7 separate regions of the Mus musculus genome follow, and all the other regions are linked to region 2. A link is a contact called in public HiChIP or PLAC-seq and promoter capture Hi-C data. All regions are on one chromosome and are shown on one strand. The core of a region is the stretch at or near the end of the contact, and the rest is flanking DNA. Distances in the headings are between cores, read along the strand shown.

The links. Promoter capture Hi-C pulls out the DNA fragments that hold promoters and counts their contacts. HiChIP or PLAC-seq counts read pairs in DNA pulled down with a chosen protein or histone mark.
Region 1: a contact with region 2 is called in an H3K4me3 HiChIP or PLAC-seq map of bone marrow-derived macrophages, with 4 times the contacts expected there. The contact joins the promoter of Nbr1 here to the promoter of Ubtf in region 2. A contact is called at or near these places in 2 of 115 datasets of contacts at active chromatin or transcription factors (bone marrow-derived macrophages and pancreatic cancer cells) and 1 of 9 other capture datasets (adipose tissue).
Region 3: a promoter capture Hi-C map of embryonic stem cells shows a contact between it and region 2, with 4 times the contacts expected there. The contact joins the promoter of Ifi35 here to the promoter of Ubtf in region 2. A contact is called at or near these places in 1 of 39 promoter capture datasets (embryonic stem cells), 1 of 115 datasets of contacts at active chromatin or transcription factors (bone marrow-derived macrophages) and 1 of 9 other capture datasets (liver).
Region 4: a promoter capture Hi-C map of liver shows a contact between it and region 2, with 2.2 times the contacts expected there. The contact joins the promoter of Map3k14 here to the promoter of Ubtf in region 2. A contact is called at or near these places in 2 of 39 promoter capture datasets (liver and pre-B cells), 2 of 484 Hi-C or Micro-C datasets (CD4 T cells and CD8 T cells) and 1 of 115 datasets of contacts at active chromatin or transcription factors (pancreatic cancer cells).
Region 5: a contact with region 2 is called in an H3K4me3 HiChIP or PLAC-seq map of bone marrow-derived macrophages, with 6 times the contacts expected there. The contact joins the promoter of Hexim2 here to the promoter of Ubtf in region 2. A contact is called at or near these places in 2 of 39 promoter capture datasets (erythroid cells and liver), 2 of 484 Hi-C or Micro-C datasets (both in embryonic stem cells) and 2 of 115 datasets of contacts at active chromatin or transcription factors (bone marrow-derived macrophages and pancreatic cancer cells).
Region 6: a contact with region 2 is called in a promoter capture Hi-C map of embryonic stem cells. The contact joins the promoter of Hexim1 here to the promoter of Ubtf in region 2. A contact is called at or near these places in 4 of 39 promoter capture datasets (cranial neural crest, embryonic stem cells, erythroid cells and 1 more) and 1 of 484 Hi-C or Micro-C datasets (embryonic stem cells).
Region 7: a FOXA1 HiChIP or PLAC-seq map of pancreatic cancer cells shows a contact between it and region 2. The contact joins the promoter of Nmt1 here to the promoter of Ubtf in region 2. A contact is called at or near these places in 1 of 39 promoter capture datasets (hippocampal neurons), 1 of 115 datasets of contacts at active chromatin or transcription factors (pancreatic cancer cells) and 1 of 9 other capture datasets (adipose tissue).

Annotation. Positions count from the first base shown.
Region 1 is chr11:101,551,392-101,554,091 of GRCm38.p6, reverse strand. Nbr1 (NBR1, autophagy cargo receptor) reads right to left here and starts at 1,438. Exons shown (of 24, transcript NM_008676.3): 1 at 1,137-1,438; 2 at 1-104. It overlaps Brca1 (breast cancer 1, early onset), which reads left to right and starts at 2,137. Exons shown (of 23, transcript NM_009764.3): 1 at 2,137-2,323.
Region 2 is chr11:102,317,829-102,320,528 of GRCm38.p6, reverse strand. It overlaps Ubtf (upstream binding transcription factor, RNA polymerase I), which reads left to right and starts at 1,433. Exons shown (of 21, transcript NM_011551.7): 1 at 1,433-1,681.
Region 3 is chr11:101,446,976-101,449,675 of GRCm38.p6, reverse strand. It overlaps Ifi35 (interferon-induced protein 35), which reads right to left and starts at 1,264. Exons shown (of 7, transcript NM_027320.4): 1 at 1,054-1,264. The coding sequence starts at 1,074.
Region 4 is chr11:103,266,069-103,268,768 of GRCm38.p6, reverse strand. It overlaps Map3k14 (mitogen-activated protein kinase kinase kinase 14), which reads left to right and starts at 1,368. Exons shown (of 16, transcript NM_016896.3): 1 at 1,368-1,431.
Region 5 is chr11:103,131,928-103,134,692 of GRCm38.p6, reverse strand. It overlaps Hexim2 (hexamethylene bis-acetamide inducible 2), which reads right to left and starts at 1,334. Exons shown (of 3, transcript NM_027658.2): 1 at 1,236-1,334; 2 at 552-658. The coding sequence starts at 614.
Region 6 is chr11:103,114,923-103,117,622 of GRCm38.p6, reverse strand. It overlaps Hexim1 (hexamethylene bis-acetamide inducible 1), which reads right to left and starts at 1,298. Exons shown (of 1, transcript NM_138753.2): 1 at 1-1,298. The coding sequence starts at 701.
Region 7 is chr11:103,027,118-103,029,817 of GRCm38.p6, reverse strand. It overlaps Nmt1 (N-myristoyltransferase 1), which reads right to left and starts at 1,275. Exons shown (of 12, transcript NM_008707.4): 1 at 1,116-1,275. The coding sequence starts at 1,246. It also overlaps a transcript of Dcakd not described here.

The DNA.
Region 1 (2,700 bases), core at 189-2,688, 770 kb after region 2:
GCAATTCTTCCTTCTTAGGAGCTGTAAAATTTAGGCAGACGCTGGCTCATCAACTCCCCAGCAACTCCCCAGCACGTTCAAGTTGGTTGGTTTGTTTGTTTTTTCTTTAAACCAGAAAAACAAAGTGACCAAAATGTAAAAATTGTGAAACACACTTTCCAACTTCAAGAAATACTCTTCCACTCTTTTCTGTCTGGAAGGAAACTATTCTTCCCCGTTCTGAAATTACACAAGTGGGAATTAGTTTCCATACTTTGGAGCAACCAGCTGTTCTGCCCATGGGAGAAAACAGGAAGTAGGCGGTTCTAGTTTAGCTGGCCAATATACAGGTCTTCATAAAGGGCTTACGTGTGAAAATTCTTTCAGCCAGAGCAATCATCTTGAACTTGTGAAAATATCAAAAGTACAGTTAACCACATCTATACCTGAAGGTTTACCTCCAGCAGTCAGGTAGCTGGGCCTAAGCCTGCACTTTCCTAAATGGCACTGTAAACTCATACCTATTGACTCACGTTCATGTGGCTAAGTCAGCTTTTCCTCACGTGATTATTTTTCAACCCCGACAAATAATTTTAATAAAGCCAATTTGGGAATCTGAACTTCATTTTCTATACCAGAAGCTGGCACAAGCAACCTGAGTTTTAAAATGTGTCATCTGAAAGGTGGGTGTTTGACATAACGGGAAAAACGATGCCTTTCTAATTTGGAAGGTCCTAGCTCAAGATATCTTCCTTCAATAGAGCCTTAAAAATAGGAAAGGGACAGAATGAGGAAGATGTATGTCCTTTCTTGTCGCAGACTTAATCCCAGTCTTCCAGTAATGGTTTCCCGGAACTCCATGTCCCCAGGACAGTGAGTGTCACCACCATCGAAGCCCTCTTTATGTTCTGGGGGGGATCGAGACCTTTTCTTAGCAGAAACTGGCCCTTCTAAGCCATGAACTGTCTCCCTCAGGCAGTATCCACCCCCCACTATCGATGACAACCCAAGCGACTCCCTCATCTGGTCACTGAAAAGACTGGCTGCCCCTGAACACGGAAAGTCACTCCTCTTTGCAAGATTTTCCCCTTGAACTTCCCCGAGCACTCTAAGAACGGCGTGCCCCTACTTCTAGGTAACAGTGGTAGCTTCCTTACCAGCTTTCCGCCCACGGGGGGCGCTTGCCAGTGGCCAGTGCAAGGACCGTTCGCGGCCAGCTCGCCTGCTATCCCTGCGGGGTGAATCTAACATGGCGGACAGAGACCGGGCCTAGTCCCATGTTTCCCGGAGTTTTCCACAAGATGATTGGCTCTTTCTATCTGCCCCTCAAAATAACCTCTCTACCGATTGGTCAGTGCTGCGTTGGCAAGGGAGGGACAGAAGCTCTCTGAACCGCATAACAATAACAAACACCCAGGCCGAGGGGCGGAACTAGCGCGCAGAAGTCAGCTGGTTGGATTTCCCTTTCCCAAGCCGATTGGCCACCCTCTGCTTTTCCCAGGTCACTGACATTGGCGGACTAGTTACCCGAGAATCGCGGGGCTGGACGGGAATTGTAGTCTTCCTGGAACCCACAGCTCCTTTTAGTCTATTTTCTGTGCACAAAACACGAACACAGAACGCTGCGATTCATAGCAGCTAAGACGCATAACTGCGAGGAGGTCTCCGCTGTACCGACTGGGTTCCTGTGGTACTCGTGCCTGCTTCCGGTGTGAGAAGCTCTTTTCCCGTAAGACTACACTTTCCAAGAGATGCTGTGGAGAAGGCCTTTCGTTCCGCAATGCATGCTGGAATTGGTAGTTCTTCTTACACAAGTCTCTTATTTACCGAAACTGGAGACTTCCATGGCAGGAAGGCTGAGGGAGGGATGAGACCTCGTTTTGCAACTGCTTTGGGCACTACCTTGCGCTCATATTCCGGCCTCAGGGAGCGATTCCCACCCTTTGTACAGAACTACTGTGACGTAATAAGCAGGCGTAGATGCGAAGGGGCTGCCTAAGAGAAACCTCGAAATTCTTTCTCTTCCGTCTCTTTCTAGTGACGACATACAGGAAAAAAAAAGACTAGGTAGCCAATCGCAAACCCAGAAACAGTTTCAGCACCCCCCCCCCCCAACTCGCTCCTCCCTTCCCTTCCGCTGACGTGTCTGGATCTTGTGTTCCGAAAGGCTAGCGCTAGGCGCCAAGCGGCCGGTTTCCTTGGCGACGGAGAGCGCGGGAATTTTAGATAGATTGTAATTGCGGCTGCGCGGCCGCTGCCCGTGCAGCCAGAGGATCCAGCACCTCTCTTGGGGCTTCTCCGTCCTCGGCGCTTGGAAGTACGGATCTTTTTTCTCGGAGAAAAGGTGAGACAGCCCTGAGGAACAGAAAGGGTACCCCGGAATACTCATATGAAAGGCAGGAAGCTGCTGGTGGAGACGGGTGTTTACTGATTAGGAAAGTACCTGGGGCGGAACCAAAGGGTCCCAGACGTTTTCAAACAGGACTCTTGGGAAGGGTGCAGTTTGTGCATTCCCGGGGGCAGCTGTGAGGAAGAGGGCAAAGGATCTACGAGGGGGAGTTCTGGCTGTAATCGTATCTTGAAGGTTGTATACGGATGCGGGCTAAAGGATGAGAGGAAAGGCGGGCAGAAGTGTGGCAGGGAAGAGGGGGGAAAAACGGAGTTTGTGGAGGGAAACTCCTGAAGAACTAGACCCGAGTACATTTCACAGAAGGTTCTAGA
Region 2 (2,700 bases), core at 184-2,683:
ACGGGAGGTTAGATCTGTGGTTGCCGGGCTGCTCAAATCCTGCCTTAAACCGGGGTGCGGAGCTCTCTTGTGGGCTCCCCGTCGTCGCCGGGGTGGGGGGACAGCGCCCGCGGCCTGCTTTCTCAGGGCTGGCCAAGCCTTTTTGACAAGCTGATTGCGAGAAGGGGATTGGCTGATCCAGGCGTGACGCCGGTAACAACAAAGGTGGAGTTGGAAGAAATTAGATTAAAGGAAAGGAGGAGAAAAAAAAAAAATTAAAGGGGGAGCTTGCAGGCAACTGGAAGCAGAGACCGAGGGGGAGACGCACGAAGCTCCGTTCCCGGTTCCGACTTCCCCCTTCCAGCTCTTTCGCACAAACGCGCTGGGATTTTGCTCTAAACCCCTACCCCGGTCGCGGCCTAGTTACTGAAGCCCAGGGTAAAGGGATGGCCGTTCCGCTGCTTCTTGAAAAACCTCCCCAACTCCCACTGACACCCTACTACGACACAGGGGTGAACTTTTTGTTCTTAACTCCTCGGATCATACGGCCGGTGAAGATGGGGGACATCGAGAACAACCCAAGACTGGCTCTGAAATCCGGAAGGCCCTCGCCGGGCACCGAGACCCAAACGAGGCGGGGTACTTCCCGGGTATTTTCATACGTTGCAAACCTAGGAGGCTTTTTTTTTTCCCTTTTTCTTTTTTGTAACATTCCCCTTCGCCCCCATCCCGCTTTAGCTTCAGGGTTGCAAAAGCAAAGCAATAAAAAAAAAAAAAAAAAGAGAGAGAGAGAAAACCTGCGCACACAGACACACACCAGTGGCGACAGGGGAGAGTTGGAAAAACGCAGGAGAGGAGGAGGCAGGAGACAGCAAGGATGGAGCAATGGGAGAGGGAGCAGGCAGGATCCCTCACAGATCCCCCTCCGGCCTCAAGCTGCCTTGCCCGCCCCGACAGGAGAGCGAGGAGTCGGGCAAGCAGATGGAGTGGAGCTCGCTCTAGGCAGCTGGCTTGGCCGGAGACTGGAGGAGCCGCCAAGCGACCGGCTGATTGGAAGAGAAACGCAGAGCGATGGAGGCGGGGGTAGGAGGACGATTTCTCTGCGGGGACTGGCGGCGGCGTACACGCCCGGGTCGGGCGCTGCAGAGCTTGGCTAGCTTTCAACCCGCGCTCGGCGGCTCCAGCCCCGCGCACCCCCGCCCCCAGCCCTGCCGGAGGCCCCGCAGGTGAGTGGGAGCTGGGAGCCAAAAAAGAGCTAAATGTCGAAAAACATCTGCCTTGGAAAAAAAAAAAAAAGCAAAAAACATTTTTTTTTTTTTTTTTTACTATTCCTTTTTTTAAAATTTCGTGCAGCCCCCGAGCGGTGGGAGGGAAGGGGTGAGGCTGAGCCGCCCGGAGGAGGCGGAGGGGCCAGGCGAGGCCGGGGCGGCCCGGGAGGCGGCGGCGCCAAGGCGGCTCTGACGGGCGAGCGCTCGGAGCGGCGCTGCGCTGCGCTGCGCCGAGGCGGGCGGGCGGGCGGGCGGAGCGGGGCGGGCGGAGCGCGGCGCGTGGGGCTCGCCATTAGCCGTCGCTCCGCTTCGCCATCTCGGGCTTTGTCTGGAGACTCGCTGCCCGGGCGCCGGCAGCTGCGGAGCTGCGGCTCGGCTCTTCCGCTTGCCGTGCTGCCTGGCGCCCCCGGCCCTCACTAGCACCCACTTGCTCGGTAAGTAAGCCTCGGTGCCGCGGATTTCGGGGGAAAGGGGTTGCTCTCTGGCGGCGCCAATCTCCGTCCTCCACGCGCCCGGGAAGGCCTGGATAGCCATGCCGGGCTGGATTGAACCGGCTCCCAGAGTGACTCTTCCGCTGGGGTCGGCAGCTCCTGGCCGATTCCCGGGTGTGAGGAGGGACGGGAGAGGTTTTTGTTGTTTAGGGGACTAAGAATATATATTTTAAGTTTCACGGGTGTTCTGCGGAGCATAAGGGAACCGAGAGGTAGGCGCCGAAACCTCGCACCGCGATCCGGGAGCGTGAGTCCCAAGCCGGTAGCCACGCTCCGGGGACCAGGGTGGTCGCTAGCCCGCTCCCGGAGGCGGGAGAGAGGAGCAGATGAGGACTAGGCCGGGAAACCGAGCTTAAGCTGGGAGAGCCTGGAAGAGAGCTCCAGAGCAGGGTTGCCGGCACCCGCGAGGCTCGCCGGCCACCCTCTCCACCGCCGCACCTCGGCCCTCCCTTCCTCCCGCGCCGGCCAAGCCTGCTAGTTCCCCCGCGGGGCTGGCGAGGTCGCTTTAGCCGCCCGCTTGCTCGCCCGCCTCGGCTCGCAGCCCCGCCGCCATCCGGGCGGCTGCGTGTCTTCCCTGTCCCGGCCCCCCCCTTCCCCGGCGGCAGCAACAGCAGCAGCCGCCGCCGCCACTACCACCACCCCCCTCCCCTCCTTCCTTGCCTCCGCCTCGGCCGCCCGGGTCCCCCCAGCGCCCGCCCCTCCTCCCAGCTGCCCCCCGCGGAGCCCGCCCGGGCAGGCTGTGGGAGGGAGCGGAGCCGGCGAGGCGGGCGGGCTGGCGCTCGCTCCCCGGGGGTCGGTGTGCGCTCTACGGGGAAGGACGCGCTCGCTGCCCCGCTTCTCCCGCCCCCCCTCCCGCTCCTCCTCCTCCCTTCTCCCTCCTCCCCGCTCCGGCGGCGGAGGCTGCTGCGGCGGCGGGGGGTGTGCGAGCTGAGGCCGGGGCCGGCGGGCGGGCGGGCGGGCTG
Region 3 (2,700 bases), core at 15-2,514, 870 kb after region 2:
TGGTTGCTGGGAATTGAACTCAGGACCTCTGGAAGAGCATTTAGTGCTCTTAACCACTGAGCCATCTCTCCAGCCCCTCTTCTCATACTCTTAAGGTAAGCAGTTTATAGACTGAGCTAGCTCTCTAGCCTTCCCTCTAGGTATCTTTGTGAAGAAGTGTAATATCCCTACATAGTAAGTGAAGGGATTAGACTGTCAACTTTAGAAAAGCTAATGTTTGGTCCAGTGCAACATGTCTGAAGAAACTAGGATCTGAAACCAGGCAGGTTGGCTCTTCAATATTGCTTTTTCCTTATTTGGCTCCAAATCGCTCCCTTTTTTTATTGTATCTGGGAGATAAATGGAAGTTTTCCGTGCCAGAAGACTAACAAGGGGAGGCAGAGCTGCTGAGGACAAGCTGCATTGGATCCCTCCTCGAAGGTGGCTGCCCACTGTGCTTCCTCCTGAGGCCTCACTGGCTGTTGGCAGGCAGACTTCACAGCTCAACCTAGCCTATCTGAGGTGGCCTCAGTCAGAGGCACTTAGAAAGACCACCTGTCCCAGAGAGGACCAATGGTCAGGTTGACATGGCATTCTGAGGGGAGGAGTTTTTGGCTGGGAAGTACCTCAGAGTATTCCCTTTGCTGTTTAGAATAGCCAGAAACCTTTGATGCTTACAGCTCTCTACAACCCTGAAGCATACATCCACATAAAGAAAGATCAAGGCCGGGCAGTGGTGGCGCACACCTTTAATCCCAGCACTTGGGAGGCACAGGCAGGCAGATTTCTGAGTTCGAGGCCAGCCTGGTCTCCAGAGTGAGTTCCAGGACAGCCAGGGCTAAACAGAGAAACCCCGTCTCGAAAAACCAAAAAGAATGATCAAGGTCCTTACTTTAGGTGTCAGAGTCCTGGTTTTGACAATAGGTAAATGACAAGATCCACAGACCAAGGTACCCTAAGCGCTCTACTTCTCTTCCACCCTTAGCAGGCTTGAGCCGAGCAGGTCTAAGCCTAGAACACTGTGTTCCCGCCCCTCCCCACATGCGACAAATGCTCCCCTGCTCCCGTACTTACAGTTTGCAGGGTCACAGACATGGCTCTCACGTCTGGCAGAAGCTGGGGCTTCAGAGCAGGGTTGGCAGTGAAGAGTTCTGAAGGACTAAACTCTTTGACCCCTCAGAGGTGGCTCTGGTCTCCTCAGCCTCCAGCAGCGTCTGAAACACACTTCCACTGCTGTTGCTTGCTTGCCGGCCTCACTTCCACTTTCATTTCTGTGAATTCTGCTTCTGAGCATACAGCCCCACCCTTGGGCGGAGCCTTCCAAGTCATCAAATCTAACTACCCAGTCAGGCATGTGCTCCTGGGACCGCAAAGGGAAGACTTTCCCAGGCAGCCAGTTCTAGCATAAACCATGGTAGGATTTTTAAGACTTCCAGACAGACAGGCTCTCAGTACTGCAGCTCTAGCTGGCTTCACACCCTTGAGATCTGTCTGCTTTTGCCTCCAAAAAGCTGTGATTAAAGAACTGTGAGTCACCCTGGAGGCAGAGGCAGGCGGATTTCTGAGTTCGAGGCCAACCTGGTCTACAAAGTGAGTTCCAGGACAGCCAGGGCTATGCAGAGAAACTGTCTCCAAAAAACCAAAAAAAAAAAACAAAACAAAAAAAACCTGTGAGTCAAGTGGCGGCGGCACATCTTTGATGCCAGCGTTCAAAGAGGCAGGTGGATCTCTGTGACCAGTCAAGCCTAGTCTACAGAGTGATTTTTCAGGGCAGCCACAGGTACACAGAGAAATCCTACCTCCAAAACCCAAAATATAAAGGGTTCAGCTGTTGAGTACCAGAGGACCCAGGTTCAACTCCCAGTATCCACATGGCTATTGGTAACCTTTTTCTTTTAAAAAAGATTTATTTATTATGTGTAAGTACACTGTAGCTGTCATCAGACACTCCAGACCAGGGAGTCAGATCACATTGCAGATGGTTTCGAGTCACCACGTGGTTGCTGGGAATTGTACTCAGGACCTTCGGAAGAGCAGTCAGTGCTTTTTGTTGGTTTTATTGTTTCCGAGACAGGGGTTTTATCTGTGTAGCCTTGGCTGTCCTGTAACCATGCTGTCTTGTAGACCAGGCTGGCCTGGAACTCCGAAACTCGCCTGCCTCTGCCTCCCAAGTGCTGGGATTAATGGCGTTGAGCCACCACTGTCTGGCGCAGTCAGTGCTTTTATCCACTGAGCCATCTCACCAGCCCAACTAAAAAGCCCTTTTATTTATTTATTTATTTATTTTTTATTTATTTTTTTTTTTTTAAGATTTATTTATTATTTATTATATGTAAGTACACTGTAGCTGTCTTCAGACACACCAGAAGAGGGCATCAGATCTCATTAAGGATGGTTGTGAGCCACCATGTGGTTGCTGGGATTTGAACTCTGGACCTTTGGAAGAGCAGTCGGGTGCTCTTACCCACTGAGCCATCTCACCAGCCCCCTTTTATTTATATGAGCACTCAGTAGCCGTCCTCAGAAACACACCAGAGTTGTGAATCAGATTCTAATTACAGATAGTTGTGAGCCACCATGTGGTTGCTGGGATTTGAACTCAGAGCCTCTGAAAGAAGTCAGTGCTTTTTTTTTTTTTTTTTTTCGAGACAGGGTTTCTCTGTATAGGCCTGGCTGCCCTGAAACTCACTTTGTAGACCAGGCTGGCCTCGGACTCAGAAA
Region 4 (2,700 bases), core at 119-2,618, 950 kb before region 2:
GCAGGCTTTGCTCTAACATATTTCTGGCCCAGGGGAGAGGGGTGAGTCTCTCAGGTTCTCATCTAGTTGGCTTTGTTTCCACATAGAAGTCAGGCTATGCAGCTCAGACTAGCTTCAAACTTGTCATCCTCCTGCCTCAGCCTCCTGAATGCAGGCCAGGTTGTGGGGTTTCCACATTGTCTAAATGAATGGCCTTTCTCGGTGTCCAACAACAGATGTCGGCTTGAACTTGTCTCCAGAAAGAAGCTAGGTCTGCAAAGTGGTCACAAGCAGACAGTGGTCTGGCCCTGGCTCAAACCTTTCCAGACAGGCCGTTCCTTATTTCTCAAACCAGCCAAGAATATGGCTGCCACTCCCACCATACCACCAGTCCCTGCATCTGCAGTTAGGATTCCTTGCAGAGTCTCTAAGGTCGCAGCGCATCTTTTATTCTGGAAACATTTTTTTAAAAAACACATATTTGTAATTTCTTATTACCAGTAAACAGAAGCTTGTGGTACAGTAGGAAGCCCATTAGCAAAGTTAGAAAAGAAAAAAAAAATCCATAAATTCCCTACACTCTTTCCCGGCCCCATAAAAAGGGCACTGTAGAGAGCACGTTTTCAAAGACCAAGTCTTCCTGACTCTGTAGTTTAGAATGGATCCCGTGCTCAGCACACACACCATGAAGCTTCTCGGGGTGGAAGGAGACTGTACCACATCTGCACACTCCCTTAGAGCGTTTCAACACCCGGTCTGTCCTACATAGGCCTTTGGCTCCCCACACTTCTCGAGGGTAGGCAGAGCAACCTCATCTCCACACACTTTACAGAACCGGGCTCACTCTACGTGCTCCATAAAAATGTTTCTGGCCCCACCAGGCCCCCACGAAGCAGCCTCGCCCTCAAGCAGAAAGCAGAGAAACCCAAGACCTCAGAGCGAGAGCGCCCCGCCGTCTCCAAGGTAACCAAAGCCGAAGCCGGGAATGCCCACGCATGCGTACAGTCGCCCTTCCTTCCCGTAACCTCAAAAAGAATGCAGCCCGTAAGATTTGCCAGAAGGCGAGAGCGCATGTGTAGTTCAACCAACACCCTGGCCTCCTTCGCCTACAGACCGCCCATCCACCCAGCCTTCGGCGCTGGATACCCTGGCCGGAAACAGTGCCCATTTTGGGGAGGCCTCGCTAGCCAATCGCTGCTGAGGAGTGGCCGGCAGGCCGACCGGATCAAGGCGTTTTATTGGCTAACTTATAGGAATGGGTGGGATCAAGGGTCGCGGTGCGGCCAAAGAAAGGAGGCGGGAAGCTAGCAAAGTCGCAGCCACGGGGGGAGGCGTGGCCCGGGGCGGGGATAGGCACGGGGGCGTGGTCGAGGAGGGGCAGCAGGGGCCCGGAGCGATCGCTGGCCAGCGAAGCGCCACACTCGCTTGTTTGAGGACAACGGCGCTCCGCCGGTAGGTGACTGGGCAGAACCCCGAGTCCTAAAGCGGGACGCCGAGGGAGCGGGCGGGGAAGGGGCGCCTCCCAGGCGGGGACTGGGTTGCAGCCGGGCTGTCCACGAGGGATGGCTGGGAGGGGTGGCCGGGTGACTACGGTCTAACCCGCTCGCACGCTCAGCGCCATCAGCGCCACGCTCGAAACGCCGTGCTCGCCTAGAACCTCCAGGCCGCGCACCCACGGGTCACACGCTTGCCCGGAACGCGCGCGGGTACTGTCTGCTTCCCTTTCCCCAACATCCGTGCCATCGAGTTCAGCCGCCCTACTGGCAGACCTGGCTCCTAAGTGTCCCCCAAGAGAAGGTGATCGCTCCACTGCCCTAGCAGTGACATGAGCAGCCTTTCCCTTTGAACTGCTTGGGATCACTTGTTCTGAGAGGATCACTGCTCTGGGCACTCAGTAGAGCAATGCTAGTCGCTGATGGTGCTGTCCTCCCTCCTCGATGGTCCTTACCCTTCTCTAATTCTGTGTTCTACTCGGAACTTTTGGAATCTGTTTATATGTACTAGTCCCGTCCTGGAAGCTCTTCCCGGCTCTGGCAACTTTCAGCCACCTGTCACCAAGTGAAAAGAAACATTTGTCTGAGGCAGAGATTCCCACCTGCTTTGGAACCTCATCATGTTCATTAACTTCAGACCTCCCCCCCTCCACTCCCCACCCCCCAGTTGAGATTAAAAGATGGCTGACAGCCCTAAAGGATGGATAGGGGTGTGCATGGGCTGTCAAGTGGATGAGTGGAGAAAAGTTTCAAATATCAGTGTCTTAATGACATGTTGTTGTTGTTGTTGTTGTTGTTAATTGGAGACAATGAACACTAATGACTGGATTAAGGGCGCTAAAAGAATGAACTGAACGAGGAGTGGCACCATGACCAGTGGACTTCGGAACACTGGCGAGTATCTAGAAACATAGTCTCTCTGAAAGATTAGAGGATTGTTTCCTAACTTCAGTTCTGCAGGGTTTTGCTTAGTAACTTTCCCATTTAGTGGTAGGTGTGGTCAGATGCATAGACTGTTGTCCAGTTGGTAAGCGAAGTACCTGAACCAGGTGTGAGGGATGATATGCCTCGTCTGTGGCCTCAGAGCCATGAGTGAGGGTGAGTTCTCCAGATCCCTGAATAAGAACAGCATAACCTAACTTTGATAGAGAAAGGGGGGGGGGTTGGGGTGATCTTTTTGCTGTTAATGTGAGAGGATGCTTTGAAGACTCTTGACTTGCTTATGATG
Region 5 (2,765 bases), core at 85-2,584, 810 kb before region 2:
TTTTTAAGTGCAAAATCTCTAACCAAGTTATTTGTCCTTGAGGTCACTTGTCATTGAGAGACAAGGTACTGTTATCAGAAGACCCTAAATGTAAGGTGGAATTTTGTTCCTCACAGGCTGCCTGATTCTGGAAAAGGTAGTGCAGCTCTCCAACCTCAGCTTCTGTCCACTGGAAATAACATCTACCTTGAAGGGCTTTTAGGAATTCATGAGCCATCATTGAATCACATTCTGGCCTACTTCCCAGAGCACAGTACAGACTCATTTAAAACACTGGCTTTCTAGCTGGGTGTGGTGGTGCAGGCTGTAATTTTAGCCCTTGGAAGGCTGAAGAAGAACGTTGTTGCAAGTTCGAGGCCAGCTGGGGATACACAGAAAGACACCCCCCCCCACCTCCCCCCTCAAGGTCTCAAACAAACGAAAATAAAATAAAATACTGGTTTTCTAAATCTACCAACCAACCAACAAGACAAAACAACAAAAGCCCTAGGATTTCAGCTATCTGACCCCACGTTTAGGGCTTTCAGGTGGCTGGGAGGGTGGGTACTTACCTTGGCCTCCTCCAGAGCAGCTGGTGACGCTGTGTTGCAGTTGGTATGGTTCACAGTGGCCATCTTCTCCTACTCTTGCAGCAGATGATGTCTTTAACTACTGTCACCTGCTTTGAACAACAACAGAAACCTAAGTCCTTAGGCAGAAGCTGGTTGGTCAGGAATTGTTTTGTCACAGCAGCAGCAGCCATTTTGTGGCCCCAGACCTGCATGGCCTTCACTTTCAAGTGAAGACTCGGAAGGCTGTTTCCATACTCTAGTCTTCACATTGCTAGCCAGCAAGGGACCAAGTGGGAGAGCAGAGGCCCTGGGCCTCTGCTCTCCTAATAAGTAAAGACAGGCTGGCAGTTAGGAGGGTAGGCCTGAGCTCTGTCACCCAGAAAGGACACTGCTTGGGGGATGCTGTGGAGAGGGTGGGTCTGTAGCTCCTGGAAGCCCCTATCTTGACCACCTTCAATCTCTCTAGGTTGGGACCTGGTCAGAGCCTATGGTTGAAGTCTTTTTGTCTACAGGGCCTGGACGGCTTCTCTCCTGTCTCAAGGAACGGGGAGCTAAAGGGAAGAAGTCTTCAAACTACATGCAGCTGACAGAAAGAAGAAGAAAAAAAATTCAATGGGAGTAAAAATGGAGTTCTTGGAGGAGGGAAAAGTCCTGGCAGGGAGATTTAACGAAGGTGGGACTGACCTATTTGCTGTCAAGGGCTTAGTGTACACCACTACCTCTGTGTGTCTTTCTGTGCGACCGCCTGTCCATGAGAGTCTCAACGCCTCTGCCCTATCTCTTGCTGCAGTAGCAGCAGCTCTGGCCAAGCCGCTAAAGCCCTAAGATGGGGGGGGGGGGAGGTGGAGGGGCGAAGAGGACAGCCTGGCAGCGCAATGGCTGCTGGGGGTTGTAGTTCTTCCACCCTAGGAAAGCTGCCCAGGATACTTTCAAGCTCCCATTACGTCAACAACCATGCCCAGGAACGCCAAAAAAAAAAAAAAAAAAAAAAAAAAAAAAAAAAAAAAAAAAAAAAACCTATTTGCCTTTGCGTGAACGTCCCGCGCTCACCGATCTCTTCTTTGATTGGGTCGCTTGTCTGCCAGTCTCCCGACTTTTGTCAACAACTAGCTGTGCGGAAGCACAACTGGACCCGCCCTGTCAGAGCTCAATTAAAGAGTTCATTGATGGCGTTAGGCTTTACCAGGGAGAAATAGAGATCCGGTCGCGGGGGCGGGGCTTGCGCGCGGAGGGATTCCCTAGCCTTGAGGAAGGCGACGAGCAGCTCGGGGGCCGCCGCCGCCGCCGCCATTTTGGGCTGGGAGGAGGCAGCGGAGGGACTCGCTGCGCAGTGAGAGCACCCCATGGGGGGTGGTCCGGGCGCGGGGAGAGGCCGGGCCGAGTGGGCTGCCTGAAGTGGCGGCGCCGGGAGACGGCGGGGAGTTGGGTCGGGGGCTGGGAAGGGTGAAGGTTGGCGTCTCCCCGGCCGAGCCCAGTCCTCAAACCGTCCCGGCAGCCTCTCCGCCTCGCCTTTGAGAGCGGCCTTTTGGGGTAATTACCGCGTATTTCCCGGGATCCCAGCAGAGGAGAGGCCAGTAAGACGGCTTCCCCTCTGCTGTGCTTCCACCGGGACGTGATCCTGAGGCCGAGGTCTGCCCAAGGCCTCTCGTCACCCCCATTCATCCCGGGTATGGCGGCCAGGCCCGGCGTAGCCGGACCCCCATCTGAAGGACGAGGTGGGCGCGACGCCAGTTGGAGACCCTGGCTCGCAGGGACGGGCCGAGGTTGCAACTCTGGCCGCATGCCCTGAGCAGTGCTAGTGAGCTGGAGGCTCCGAGGTTGCCCGGCCGGATTGCACCCGCCTCCCCACCCCCATACACCGTGTCCATCCCACTTCTCAGGGCTGCGAAAAGCAACAACCCTCTAACTTCTATAACAGCCACCAACTCCCCCTGGGACCAACTAGATCTGGGCACGTGGAAAGCTCGAGCTTAGCGCTTGGAAATTTCTGAGCTCTCTTGCCCTCAAGATTTCTCCCATCGAGCCCCGACTCTCCCAATGGCCTGACCTCGAACGTCAGCATCCGCTTTTGGAAACTCCTGAAGTGTGTCGCCCCACTTCAAAATTTCACGCCAAAGGGATGGGGTTATGCCCTTTGAAGGGTTGGGGGAAAGAAAATAATTTCAGTCACTACAGTCCAGTAATAGAAACGGAGTGGCCCATTTCGGGTACTTC
Region 6 (2,700 bases), core at 49-2,548, 800 kb before region 2:
CTGGTGTCGTCGGATTTGGCGGCTGCCCGCTTGGGGTAAAGGCCGGTTTTGAGATCAGGCTCCTCCTGATCGTGGTCATCCATGAGGAACTGCGTGGTGTTATAGGGCGCAACTGGCTGGCCCTTGGCGAACATCTCGGCTCGAACCCGCGAAGCTCGCAGGCTCTGCTTCTCGTCGAACTTTTTCTTCTCCTCCCAAGTCAGCTTGTAGTAGGGCTTCCAATGCCGCTTCTTCTTTGAGGGGCGTCTCCGATGTTTTTTCTTGCCCAGCTGTCTCTGTTGCTGTCCCCATGGCTCCTCGCCTCCGGCGGCAGGAGCCTCCTGCTTGGTGGCCTCCGAGTCATGACCTGGCTGCACGAGGGACTCTGACATCGGCTCTCCCTCCGCCGACGGGGAGGCACCGCCAGTGGATAAGTCCTCCCCATTCTGGCCCTTCTCGCCCTTCTCCAGGGAGCTCAATTCTGGACAGGCATTCGTCTGCAATGGGGGCAGCTGGTGCTTCAGGCCCCCTTCTCCCTCCTGCCCTGGACGGCTACCGGACTGCAAGGACGCTCTCGATTGCCACCTACTGTCCTCCTTGGGCACCCGTTCCTCCGCGCTTGGGGGGCGCTCAGAGGTATGCTCTTCATGGACAACAGCAGCACCTGTACAGTTGCTAGTTTGAGGCTGGTGTTGATGTTCTGTCAAGAGTGGCTCGGCCATGGCTTAGTAGAGTTCTCTTCTGGAAGTTTGAGAAATTCTGGCTTAAGGAAAGAGGTTTTTCTTTCTTTTCAAAATATGTCCAACAAAGTCCTCTTCGGTCAGTAATTTCTGCAGTGACGCCTTCCGTCCGTCCTGTCAGCAAACTCCAATCGCAACTTGGAGTCCAGTCAATAAAGGGTTAAGCGCACACAAGCGTGGCCAACTAGCAGGTCCGGGGGTTCAGCAGCAGGCACCGTATGCAAATATGCAGAGGGGTGGGCTTCACGCCTCCCCGCCGAGTGCTCCCACAGACGAGGAGTTGGTGCGCAAGGAGAGGAGGTTTAAGTCCAATGGGTTAAACCCAACCCGAAAGGGTTAAAACTACCCGATGACGCTGCCTCGGAGGGGCCGAATCCACAAAGGGTTAAATCCCCTGCCGCAGAGCCCACAAGGGGTTAAAGTCCCAGAGCCGCCACCTCCCACTTCCACGGGTGTCGCTCCAACCCGAGCTCCCAGTTCCTCAGGCCGGGCCGGAGCCTTAGCCGAGGACAGACAAACTCATCTCCCCTCTGGCTCGATGCTCCGCTCAGTTCTCCTCCGCCTCCTCCTCTTTTCCTCCCTCCCTCCCTCCCCCTTCAGACAGCTCTTCTTCCGCCTCCTCCTCCGGCTTCCCCTCCCAACCTGACTTTCCACCTGCCAACTTCCAACTGCTGTCTCCAAGCCCTCGGCGCCTCTTATATATAGAAGCTTGTAAGCCCCGCCCATGCGCATGCGTAACGGAGTCCAGGTGTGGGGCAGCCGGGAGTCGTAGTTCCCTTCTTTCGGGCCCGCCGTCCTCGCGCGCCGTGCAACGTAGCCAATCATAGAATGCGTAGGGGGCGTCTCCCAGGCCGCCTTCTTCCATCGCTTAGCTCTCGCTGAAGAAACGTGAGCAGTCATTGGGCAAGAGTTATTCGTCTCTCCGAGGAAGGAAGACCAATTACAGAGGAGATGGGGCGGGTTCTGGACCATACCATTGTGCTTCAGGAATACAAGAAGATTCCATGACCTTTGGGAGCTTATACAGAATATTTTTATTAAAAGGTGCGTTTGAAAATCTACTGTCATATTCTGTTCTCAGCGGAAAGGTTCTGATGGCCATAAACCGTTTTCAACTTATGCAAAAATGGTCTGTCCCTAAAAAGTAGTCCCTAAAGTGTAAAAGAGGATTAAATTCTATAAAGAGAGCTGTTAGTCGTGATTACTGACATTGGATTCTTAAAATTACAATAATGTCTCTGAGGTAGGTGATGGGTTTCTTGGAGAGAGATAAGCGGAAGGATATTTTGGACAACTATTTATTAAAAAGACGAAAAGCGCATGAAGAAGTAAACAAATGAATTAAGAAGTGCCGCCTTAAAGGGACAGTGTGGTGGCCTGCCGAGCATCAGCTTCAGACTAGGCCTCAGGAACTGAGAGGGCGGGTTCGAGTCCTGAGTGACGTCGGTCCTCAGGCTATCCTGGAGGCCCTTAGGTGAGAGCAGCCACCCAGGCCAAGAGCTATCTCCGCACCAGAGGTGAAAGCAAAGTGGTCCTCCGCGGCCGAGCTCTCCGCCTGAGCCCGGATGGGAAGCGCGTGGTGAGGAGGAAGGACTCGCCCCGAACCTCGGCTTCTGCCGAAGAAAATGGCCTCCCGGGGTCGACTTGGCCTCTTCGCTTCCGATACCGCAAACCTTTCCCTAGCCAGGATACTCTGGAGAGATTGGGCCAATTGATGCGAAGTCTGTGTTGGGGAGGAACCCAAAAATCTATGCGTTCCCGAAAAAAGGGGGTGTCATCCACAGAGATGAGGTGTGTGTGTGTGTTGGGGGGAAGGCTTCGAGAAGGAAAGCTGAAGGCCTTCCCTGAAATGGGTGTGCTTGACCCAGGGCCGTAGGGTACATTGGGGGTGAAGTGGGGGTTCTACTCCCCCTTAAAAGGGATTCACATTCTTTTCCCCTACTAGAAGGACCCGAAAAACTCCCTTTAATCCCCTTGGCGT
Region 7 (2,700 bases), core at 26-2,525, 710 kb before region 2:
AATCACACACCCACAAGTCTCTACACAAAAATATACATATGTATACATACATACATACATACATACATATTGGGTGGGGGCGTTAGAGCAGCAGGAAAATAATATGAACTTAAATACATCATTTTTCGTGACTGGCTTACTGATGTACTGATTGGAAAAACAAAGACAAATACAAATTCTCAAATATCTGGCCCATTTCTTCTTCTCTACTAACAAAAGACTGAAATTACTTATAGTAAGACCCTGACCTACACAGTGACCTGTAACAGTACTAATCCCCATACCCGAGAGACAAGAACATCACCCCAAGTTTGGAGTCAATCTGTTCTACATTGTATGCCCCAGGCCAGCCATAGCTACACAGTAGAACCTGTCTAAAAAGGCAAAACATAACGAACAAAAAACCCCAGGGAGACCCTAAAGTACAAGACGTGCAGTAGTACCCCACAAATACCACATGTTCTCCAAGAAGCAACATCAGTTTATTGAAGCTTTGAGGCCCTTCACTAAATTAACAAAGTGAAGGTACAATGAAATTGACTCTTCACCGATTATTTGAGGCAACAGACACTGAATAAATCAAAACATCACATCACTAATAACATAGGATCATAGTGAGTTTATATTTCGGACTTGTCTGGCAGTTATATTTTACAACATAATTATATGCATGGCTTGTATAGCCTAGTGAATTTCCTCATTGAGCGTGAACTACAACGAAATGTTTTATTATTAGTTTATGGCTAGTCACGTTTCTCATACACCTTTATAAGTAACGTTCCTTCTGAACCGCAGCTTCTAGATTGCTCTGCATTGTACTACTGAAATCTACCGTTCAAAATGTTCTTTTCCCCCATCGTGCCTAAAGCAAGGGAGTGGTACACTAAACAGAACTTTTATATAATAAAAGTATTGCATGTCTCCGACCCTTAATATCTGAGCACCCATCCTGGTAAGTGACAAAGACAAAAACCAATCGCTAGGTAGGATCTCAATGGCTTAGCCAATAAGAACATGGGGGTGGGGTTAGACTAAGCTCCCGGTGACTTCCCCGCACCCCAGATACCCAGCTTGTGGGAGACCGGACAGGAATTGGGCTACGATGATCTCGTTACCTCCTGTTGTGGCTGTTGTCCTCCTCGTTCTCGCAATCGCTGCAGTGCTCATGGCCGTTTCCATTCCCTTCCATCATCAGTGGCAACGAAGGTGCCGGCAGCTTCACTGCTGTCTCACTCTCATCCGCCATCTTGGGTTGCGAGAGCCGGACTCCGCGCCCCGCTACATGGAGGGCTCCTATTGGACAGAGGAAGTACGCGCTGTATTCTGGGTTTTGTAGTTTGTGTGAAGAAATCTGCCACTAAGGGTGGCTTGTTTTCAAAAAACTGTACCGATGTGGACTACAAAACCCAGAAATCATGAAGGGACGCTGCCTTGGGAGGAGCGGGCAGCAATTCCGGAAGCCCCTAGGTTCGGCCGCCCTCTGAGACGAAGGGCGCTGTACGCCTTATAGGGTGGTCGCGGGGCACGCTGGGAGTTGCAGTTCCATGTTGAATTAGAGTTTCGCAAGTAAAGGGCTTGCAAAGTCCAAGGTTTTCAGGCCGCCCTTGGTAATCAACAGGCCACAGATGAGCCGTTATCGGCTAACGTTAAGGACCGTTACCATTCCTGGGTAAGTGAAAGACACTGAGGTTCATGGCTGCGATTCTCCAGGAGCTCAAATGCCCTTACAGAGGACTTTCCTATAGGTTTGCTCTCGGCTGCCTTCCCTACTCCAGCCTTTAGGGAGACCTGGGTCTTTGGAAATCTAAAACCGAGAGGCAGTGCATTGAGGTGTGTGGAACACTGCCCCCGAGCCAAAGACTTGATTGCTTGCAGGGGAGGCTTACCATTTCTTGGCTTCTAATTTTGCACTGCGCTCTTCTTCACATTTCCCTTTGATTCTCCTCTAGAGCCTTCCATAACAAGTCTTTTTTTTTAAGATTATGATAATTACACCATTTCCCCACTTCCCCTTTCCTTCCTCTAACCCCTCCCATATACACCCCACCTTGCTCTCAAATTCATGGCCTCTTTTTCTTTAGTTGTTGTTACATATGGGTGTGTGTGTGTTTTCCTAAATATATAAATATAGCCCGTTCAGTAAGCATAATGTTGTATGCAAATGATTTCAGGGCTGGTGTGCCTGGGAAGAACTATTTCCTCCCCCATTTTTAGCCTTCCTTAATTGCCTGTAGTTCTTAGTCTGGGGTTGAGGCCTCACGAGCTCCCCTACTCCCAACACAAGACTTTAATGAGCACTTACACGCCAGGCTCTGGCGTAAGACTTTTTGTACCTGAATTCCTATAATTTTAACAAGCTTAGAATGTGTTATGCCATTATTATTCCTTTTTCACAGATGAAAAGACTGTTCCAGAAAAGTTGGTACATTGTTTGTAGGCGGCAAAATCTGTCTATAAATCTGTATCTACCTACTCTGTGCCCTCTGTAAGGCTTCACCGTCACACCAGTCACACTGTTGGATCCAGGCAACTTCCAAGGACGAATCAGTTATAGCCAGGTAAATGCAGCATCTATCTTAGAATTGCCTAAATGCTTCTGTCCCTCTGGGCTTTGTCCTGTAACTAGCTAGTCTAATCATAATCCTGAGAAGATTGCCCAAAGACAAGGGCTTAGAGCCTTCCTATTTGTGCTGAGTATGC